Regions from separate parts of the Drosophila melanogaster genome. Here regions 2 and 3 are each linked to region 1. The links are chromatin contacts, called in public ChIA-PET and Hi-C maps. All regions are on one chromosome and are shown on one strand. Each heading gives the region's core, a stretch centred on a gene start, on an enhancer-like site or on the middle of the called end of the contact. The rest is flanking DNA. Distances are from core to core; before and after follow the strand shown. Region 1 holds the start of lncRNA:CR45183 (long non-coding RNA:CR45183). Region 2 holds the start of CG13962. Region 3 holds the start of barr (barren).

Evidence for each region. Hi-C and Micro-C count contacts between places; a contact is called where the count stands out from the background. ChIA-PET counts read pairs in DNA pulled down with a chosen protein or histone mark.
Region 2: a contact with region 1 is called in a Hi-C map of the OSC cell line, with 2.1 times the contacts expected there. The contact joins the promoter of CG13962 here to the promoter of lncRNA:CR45183 in region 1. A contact is called at or near these places in 14 of 107 Hi-C or Micro-C datasets (the Kc167 cell line, the OSC cell line, the Ras3 cell line and 5 more).
Region 3: an RNA polymerase II ChIA-PET map of the Kc167 cell line shows a contact between it and region 1, with 7 times the contacts expected there. The contact joins the promoter of barr here to the promoter of lncRNA:CR45183 in region 1. A contact is called at or near these places in 10 of 107 Hi-C or Micro-C datasets (the Clone 8 cell line, the Kc167 cell line, the S2 cell line and 4 more) and 1 of 6 datasets of contacts at active chromatin or transcription factors (the Kc167 cell line).

What each region holds. Positions count from the first base shown.
Region 1 is chr2L:19,933,045-19,935,744 of dm6, forward strand. It overlaps lncRNA:CR45183 (long non-coding RNA:CR45183), which reads right to left and starts at 1,273. Exons shown (of 1, transcript NR_124388.1): 1 at 592-1,273. The region is part of intron 12 of sick (sickie); the gene reads left to right.
Region 2 is chr2L:19,813,097-19,815,796 of dm6, forward strand. It overlaps CG13962, which reads right to left and starts at 1,436. Exons shown (of 2, transcript NM_001273682.1): 1 at 1,378-1,436; 2 at 608-1,317. The coding sequence starts at 1,221. The coding sequence ends at 763. The region is part of intron 2 of sick (sickie); the gene reads left to right. It overlaps snRNA:U2:38ABa (small nuclear RNA U2 at 38AB a), which reads right to left; the gene lies at 2,518-2,700.
Region 3 is chr2L:20,060,109-20,062,882 of dm6, forward strand. barr (barren) reads right to left here and starts at 1,262. Exons shown (of 4, transcript NM_001299165.1): 1 at 1,078-1,262; 2 at 304-908; 3 at 1-244. The coding sequence starts at 615. lok (loki) reads left to right here and starts at 1,314. Exons shown (of 7, transcript NM_057871.4): 1 at 1,314-1,612; 2 at 1,674-1,955; 3 at 2,040-2,197; 4 at 2,437-2,545; 5 at 2,626-2,774. The coding sequence starts at 1,769.

The DNA.
Region 1 (2,700 bases), core at 23-2,522:
GTTTGCTGGCCCAAAATTTAATTGATTTGATCTTTGAAGAGAGAGCACTTGAAAGTATAAGGAAGAATATGACTTTTTCTTCAGGAGCTTGATTCAAATTTGTTTAACTACATGTTATTTTTTCTAAATTTAGTGCAAATAGCATCTCGTTTAATTTACCCTTTAAGTGACCCTTGGTTGCCAACTGAGCAATCGCCTAAATTGCTTAATGGATGTAGCGCAAATATTTATGATTGTCTCAAGTAAAAAATAAGACATGAAATTCAGGTTCATGCTCATGAGTAGTTCATGCTAGAAACGTATTTTTAAGTGGCTATAATGACTTATAAAACTAATGTATTGCTCTTTTTCTTTCAGGTAAGTAAAAAATGTCCAGTTGTTGTCTTTCAAATGTATACACTCAGAATGGGTATGTATGTAGATGTTACTATAAAAACAATTCAATGTGGGTCATTTATAAGCAATTTATTTCTATTGTGTCTGCTCTCATTGTAATATGAATATTTCCTTTAATCTCGAAGGGCACAGTTCATGGCATATTTATAATACTACCATCTAATAAGTAGTATTTTACCAAAGTATCCATCATTTATATCGCTGTCATCAATCGAGCATGAAATCAATTCCACGCCGCTATTACTACTTTTCACAAATAAGCCATTTCGAATATATGCCACTGGATATGCCAAAAGCAGTTAAACTAATGCCAAGTCGGCGATTTATGCTGAGTGCCACCAAAAGTCGGCGACAAATGGTGATGGGGAGGAGCTTCAGAGGCAACAACCCGACTTCATCTTGATTGGCGATAATCAATCATTTTTTAGCGACCGCCCACTAGACTCGTTAAGCGCACCACCCGGCGAAGTTTTAGCAGCTCTATTATGTCCCAGTCCCTGGAACTTGGCCTCCATGCGAGACTTCGAAAGCATAAAAGTATGTGCAGACATTTCTTTAGTGGCGCCGCCGAGTCTCGCGCCAAAAATAAACGACATTGGGCGCTGTGCGTCCCCACCGGGTTGTCCTTCACTTTGGCCTTACGACCAGCCACAAAACACAAAACTCAAATTTGCAATTTTTTCCACTTTGCTGTTCGTCGACCAGTCGTCCTGCCATCCTCGCCGCCAAGGAAGCTGCGTCTGTAATTTTTTCGCTCTGCATAGTTGTGCGCACATCTAAATAAGCACATCGTCGATGGGGCAGAAGCCTGCGACGCGCTCCACAAAAACATACGTATCCTTCGGCGTTGGCGCCACACTGGCGCCTGACTCTGGTCGCCGGCAGTCCTGCAGGATACTCTGGATCAGGGCATGCTTGCTGTCCAATCCCCTGCGTAGCTCGGAAAGTTTGGCTTGTCTACATAAGTATTAGCACTAAGAACTATTTATTACTCAAAAAGCTTCATATTATATACAAAGTTGGATTGCTTAAAAAAAGTATAAAAATTATATCTAGACAAACATTAGAAATGTTGTTAGGATTGTGTAATTTTCCAAAAGCAACAAGAAATCGACTAATTTTCACAAAAACTCAAGTATTAAATAATTAACACGTGAGACATACAGATATGAAAACCCTTCTTGAAATTATTATAGAACCCTTTGTGTGTTAATTTATACCTCCTTTTCGTTAGTATTGTCGAGTTCAAAGCCAACGTAATTATAGTAATTCAGTTTTTTCACACGATTGGGTACAGGAATGTAGTTTCCATTCTCAGGATGTGACTTCCGCATCGCGTGTTATCCCATGTCCTGTGAACTGCATGTAGTGCCCCTGAAAATCGAGAGACCCGGCCTTCAGAGCATCCACCCCCTCCGCTTTGTTTTCCCTTTGGAGTCTGTTATTTGTTTTGTCGCCGACAAGGCGGCGTCACTTCCCAGCTGCTGCTGCTGCGCAGTCGACGTCGCGGCAGGAGCAGTTGCCAAAGGATTTTTCGAGTCGAGTGTGTCATATTCAGTTCCGCGTTTGAAGTCGAGCCACACGCACCAGGAATCGGAGTTACAAGGGTATCGATCTTTGTGCTCCACCGCACATCGCAATCAATTCAGTTCCTGGTACTTAAAGATACTGAAAACTTTGCCAACATCAAGTTCCTTTTGCTAGACCCACAAGGGGAACTATTTCAAATTGAGCGAATCGGTAAAAACGAACGCATACGAACACGAACACAAACACGAACGAGCGCAACTGATCTTGCTCAATATCGGCGGGCTCAGTTCCAATCCGACTGCCAGCGGAGCAGCACGTACTGACGCACGTACTGACGCACGTACTGACGGCTGTATCTGAACCCAGAAGCGGAGTATCTGACGGGTGTTTTTTTCGAGCGGGTGTATCTGCAGTGCGTGATCGCTGGCGGCTGTTTGCCCAACTGATTACCGAAGTGTTGCGCGAAGTGAAGTGAAGATTTGTGAGAAATACAACAGAATTACGCGGGCCAATATGTTCATTGAGCAGAGCTCCAATGCTCCGGCTATAAATAAATGGTAAAACGCCAAAGCCAAATGAGAAACGTGTTTGTGACGTGCAAAAAAACAAAATACGCCTTGAAATGAATGGATACGAATTTGTGTTTCAAACCGGTCAGCAAAAGTTCTCCCACTAAAAAGTGCTGACACAGAAAGATAACACAGAGGAGTTCACCTACAATTGTTGAAATTAACAGGCACGCAACGAGATAAAAACTGATAAGCAAATAAACAA
Region 2 (2,700 bases), core at 186-2,685, 120 kb before region 1:
TCTTCTTCGTCGCGTTGTCAAGTGATTTGGAAAATTGAATTGATCAATCGCTTTGTCAATTCTGTTACCTATTACTGATTGGCGAGTTTATAGTGTTTGGCTGAATTGGTTGTTCCTAATTATACCTGTTACTCGTAGAGTATACTAGATTCGTTGAAAAGTATGTAACAGACAGAAGGAGGCGTTTCCGACCATATAAATATAAATATATATTCTTGATCAGGATCAAGAGCCGAGTCGATCTGCTTGTAAGATTGTACCTATAACCATATTGTAACTCTAAAGGCTAAAAGGTTGAGATTCAGAGTACAGATTCTAGAGATTCATGTTGCCACGCCGCACAACCGCACAAAACTATCACGCCCACACTTTTGAAAAATGTTTTGATATTTTTTTTAGTCTTGTAAATTTCTATCGATAATTTAATACATTAGGAAGTAGGATCTCGATCCATAAGAAATGAACATTGATTTTGCCATGAATTAACATTTATTTCCAAGTCTTCAAAGTCCATGAAAATATGAGTATTTACTACTAAAAATACACTCAATGTTGGATTAAATCTAAAATTATTCCAAACATCTCTTATCAGTGAATAATGCGAATTATCTCTTATATGAATTATGCAGATAATATTTTAAATAAAAATAATCTCTCTTTCGTTGCCAACCATGACAACAAATTGTGATAACAATATAATGTCATATTAATCCACTTCTAATTTTCATTCCATGTTGTGTAAATCGTTTTATTGACTTAAGCTTAGTACCTATCCTTGAAGCTCATGACTTTCATAAAGAGAGCTTCGTGCTGCTGTATATCAGTGGAAGCGATGTATTTGTCGATCGCCTCGAGGAGCTCACTTTCCCGAGCTATTGTGGTCGGAGACAACATGGCTTTCATTTGGGTGGCACCTTCGACAAACTTATTGTGGAGTTTCTCATTCTCATTGGCGAATTCAGTGCTAACGCCCAGTAAACCCAGCAGGCTCATTCCAATCACCTGGGATTCAGGTGCCGATTGACTCAGCTCGCTGTTGAGTCCCTCGAATACCTGTTGCAGTTCGTAGATATAGTTATATTTCTCGCCAGTTGTGCCTCGCTGTTTGAGACTCTTGCCCTTGTTGGCATAGGCCTGGAGGGCAGCCGTTCCCGGTCCACGTTGTTCAAGCGGAACTGTGTCCACAACTTGTTGCACGAATTTGATGGTGAGTGACATCATATTATGGATTTGAATGCCACGGAGGGTGTCAGCATAGTCAAAGAAATGAGCTAACATCTCGTTTTGCGATTTCGCAGGAGCAGCACACGAAAGGCTCTATGGAATATCCGTTGGGTTAAGACAATGAGATCCGACTTTTTCAATTTTTTTACTTACTACAGCAGCTATGGCAAATACTATAAGCATACAACGCATCTTCAGCAAGTGATTTAATTCGACTCAAATAATTTTGAGCAGAGATAGGCTTTTTATACACATGTCGTTATCAGTGAGTCGTTGATTTCTTTTATGAATTACTGTGTTTTTAAGCTGGCTCACGAGATAAAGTAAATGCGATTAGGAACTAGAAAGGAATATTGAATATATTGTATTGAACTTTTGCTATAAAGTCTGGAGAGATATTCCCACGGAATAGTGCAGAAAAGGGTCTGGCTACTCATTGTATTAAGATACAAATGATTTAATTATTAATGACAATTACTTTCGAATACATTCAATATAAACGCAGATGTGTATTCACGGTCAACGTGAAGAAAGGTGGCTGATGGAGTGTATAAGAAGGTGGTTATGTTTATTGTTAGCTTGAATACCAAACGAGACCATCATTGCAAGGAATATGGATATGGACGTGACAAAGTATTTGACTTATGATAGTTGGCTCGTAAAATCTTACTTGGAAACCCACTAGCCGATTGACCAGAGATTGCTCCCTCTGATTACTATTTTTCCTCACGATGGCTCATGGGCTGGCAGACTTCTTCGTTTATGATGTAGTCAAAAATGGATCGGTTCATGGATAGCAGAATCCGGGATTCGACAGGAAGATAACAAAAAGTAGTGGCTAGCGAAAAAGAAAATACTTTTAATGATTTAAATGTATAAAAAACTATTGGGTCCAGTCCATAGACTATCAGATTCCATTTTAACCAATTCAGGCAACTATAAAATTAAAAATCAATCAGTAATAGGTAACAGAATTGACAAAGCGATTGATCAATTCAATTTTCCAAATCACTTGACAACGCGACGAAGAAGACGAAGGCTAAACAATTTTCGACAGACAAAACCAGCTAGCTAGCTAGCTTGCCTCCGCCCAAAAGGAATAGAATCGATGCGAAGAGGCAAGGCAAAGGACACTTTCGCAATGTCAGCAGGAAACTACAATCCTACCATTCGAATTTGCATGTAAAAGGGCGAGATTGTTTTAAACGTCAAGCGTGTAAGACTTTTCCCAATAAAGAAGGTTGTAAAGAGAGCATTCTTCACTAATGTTTATAATTAAATATTTATTATTCAGTTGGGCCGAAATCCCGGCGGTACTGCAATACCGGGCCAACCCGTGACAGAGGTGGAGCAAGCCCCTAGCACTCCGTCTGATTCCAAAAATCAGTTTAACATTTGTTGTCCTCCAATGGAGGAACTATCAGATGTTAAGCTGATAAGAACAGATACTACACTTTGATCTTAGCCATAAGGCCG
Region 3 (2,774 bases), core at 12-2,511, 130 kb after region 1:
ATATGGGTTTCTTTTGCCGTTTGGGCTTCGGTGCTGCTTCTTTTGCTGCCTGTTGCGCTGAGTCCTGACCCTCGCCAGTAGCCTGTTCACCTTGGGGGCCATCATCATCCTCGGCAGCATTTATTTGCTTATCCGTAAGAGTTCGTGCACTCAAGCCAGCTGAAATGCGCATGGCGTCCAAGTAGATGGAGTCCACACGCAGGCCGTAAACCTTGGAAGAGGCTTCTAAAGAGGAACCAGCCATCTAGGGTATAACATCATGAAATTATTACATTTACATAAACTGAATGAGGCAAAACCCACCTTGAAGTTGCTCATGCGCTTGTGATGGTGATCCAGCAAATTGGCCAACGAATCGATGAGCATCAGGTTCCAGGCGTTGTCCTTGCTCACCTTGTTGCCATTGTAGAGCTCCAAGCAATTTTTGATGGTCTCATTGTCCTCGATGGACTCCAGAGTGCTCGACCGGTGATGCTGCTGAAGGAGCGTGCGACGTCGGGCTTCCCGCCTTTCCGCCTCGTCGTCGTTAAAGGGGGTTAGCATGCGGGACACCCCCTCCTGGTAACTGCCTACTGCGGACCGCCTGAGCGGAGTTTCTAAGCGGGGCAGAGTCATCCTTTCAAGGAAGTGGATAAATCAGAGATGAAGTCAGAGAACAGCACAAGGAATTTTGGTTGCCGTAGGCTGATGGTTTTGGAGAGTGTTAATAAGCACACTCACTTTTAATAATAGCTGTGATCCCAATTCGACAGTTTTGAATTTTTTGTTTTTTGATGATTTGTTGATTGTATTTTGTCTATTTCTGTTTTTGCGCTGGTATTGGTAATAGTTTACAGTTTCTTTCAAACGACGCCGCAATTTAGGGCTGCATTTCAGTGTTGGTTAAAACTAAAGGTGTGCCAAGCTAGCTAGATAATATGGACAGGAAAATCGCTAAAGAATTAGCTATAAAGTATTGCGGAATATAATTAACTAGTATAAACATGATACATAATTTTATCATATGAGAAAAATGAAATAAACAAACTTAATTTACACCTTAAAGCTTCGAAATCGAATAAAAACACGATAGCTTACAATGGAATTTCTTTAAGTTCAGGGCTGCACAGGTCCTGCCAGTGCTGAATGGATTTCAACAATGGATGGCCGTTAAATTTCAAATACATGTACCATATTAAAGAAACTACGATCTGTAAAGGAATTAATCTGTTTCAATACTTTTAGTTTTTTATATAATTTTCAGTCCGGTAGTTAATTAGTATTTTTTCTTTTGACAATAAAGTCTTAACCTAAGCAATATTTAATTTGTAAAAACCCTTAATTTTTCCTTGGGACTCTTGCCAACACTGGCGCTGATAATCACCCCATCCCTGGAAGGCGGCAACTTTTACACACACTGCCGCAGAAATTGTAGTCCCTCGCGCAGTTCACATCGAACCAATGTCGTGATTTTTGTTAGTTTTCGTTGTTTTCGTCTGATAAACTCTAAATAACTATCAGCCAGCGCTGTGCGAAAAGCTCGATGTAATCGAATTGGGCAGAAGAAACGCTCAGAGATTCAAACCCATAGCTTCTATAGATCTATAGCTTTTCCGAAGATCGGACTCCTCGTGTATGTGTGCATTTCTGCCTGTGGTAGTGCTGGAGTAACTGGACATTTCGAATTTACGCAGTTCCAGGCAAACCTAACGGGTTTTCCAGTTCGACTTGCGGAATAGCAGGAATACGAGATTACGGGGCTACGGAGTTTCGGAGTTTTGGAATCACTATGGCACGCGACACACAAGGAACGCAGGGAACCCAGAGTCAGGCCTCCAATATCTGGACGCAGGTGGAGAGCCAGCCGATGGAGAAGATAGTCTGGGGTCGATTGTACGGCAAGAACATTAAGATCAAATCGCTGGGTACGAGTTCAAAATACCGAATCATTTATACGCATTCGTCCTTTTCTGTTGGTAACCACATTTCCTCCTGTTTTGTGTCCCCATTGCGTGTGCTCCTCATGTATTAATGACGATCCCATGCTGAACTGTTTGCAGATCTCAACAACGACGAGTTCACCGCAGGACGAGGGGAGGCCAACGACTTGATCCTCACGCTCAACGATTTGCCCGAGAAAATCCTGACGCGCATTTCCAAAGTGCATTTTATCATAAAGCGGGCAAACTGCGAACTTACCAATCCAGTTTATATTCAGGTAGGTGGAAGTTCCAAACCCAAAAGCTCTGAAGGAAGCCTTGAAAAAAAAGATAGCAAATTCAGAACCCACAAGAGCAGAATTCAAATTAAGTTTTATTTATGTTTTGTTGAGATTATCAAAAAAGGTAACTTCAATATTGAATATTTCCCACAATTAATTTACAAAAAGAAGTTACTATTCCGTATAATTCCGTATATTATTAAAATGTAGTAACCTTGTTTCCGCCCATTTCGCAGGATCTCTCACGCAACGGGACGTTTGTGAATAACGAGAAAATTGGCACAAACAGGATGCGAATCCTAAAGAATGACGACGTAATTTCCCTGTCCCACCCAACGTACAAAGGTAAGCGATCGACAAGCAGGTATAGCTATCGACAAGGACTCGCAAGTAATTTGATGTTTTGCACCTGCCCTCCCTTGTAGCCTTTGTATTCAAGGATCTCAGCCCGAATGAGTCGATCGGGCTTCCCGAGGAGATTAACAAGACGTATTATGTAAATCGCAAGCTGGGATCTGGAGCGTACGGACTGGTGCGTTTGGTCTATGACACCCGCACCTGCCAGCAGTTTGCG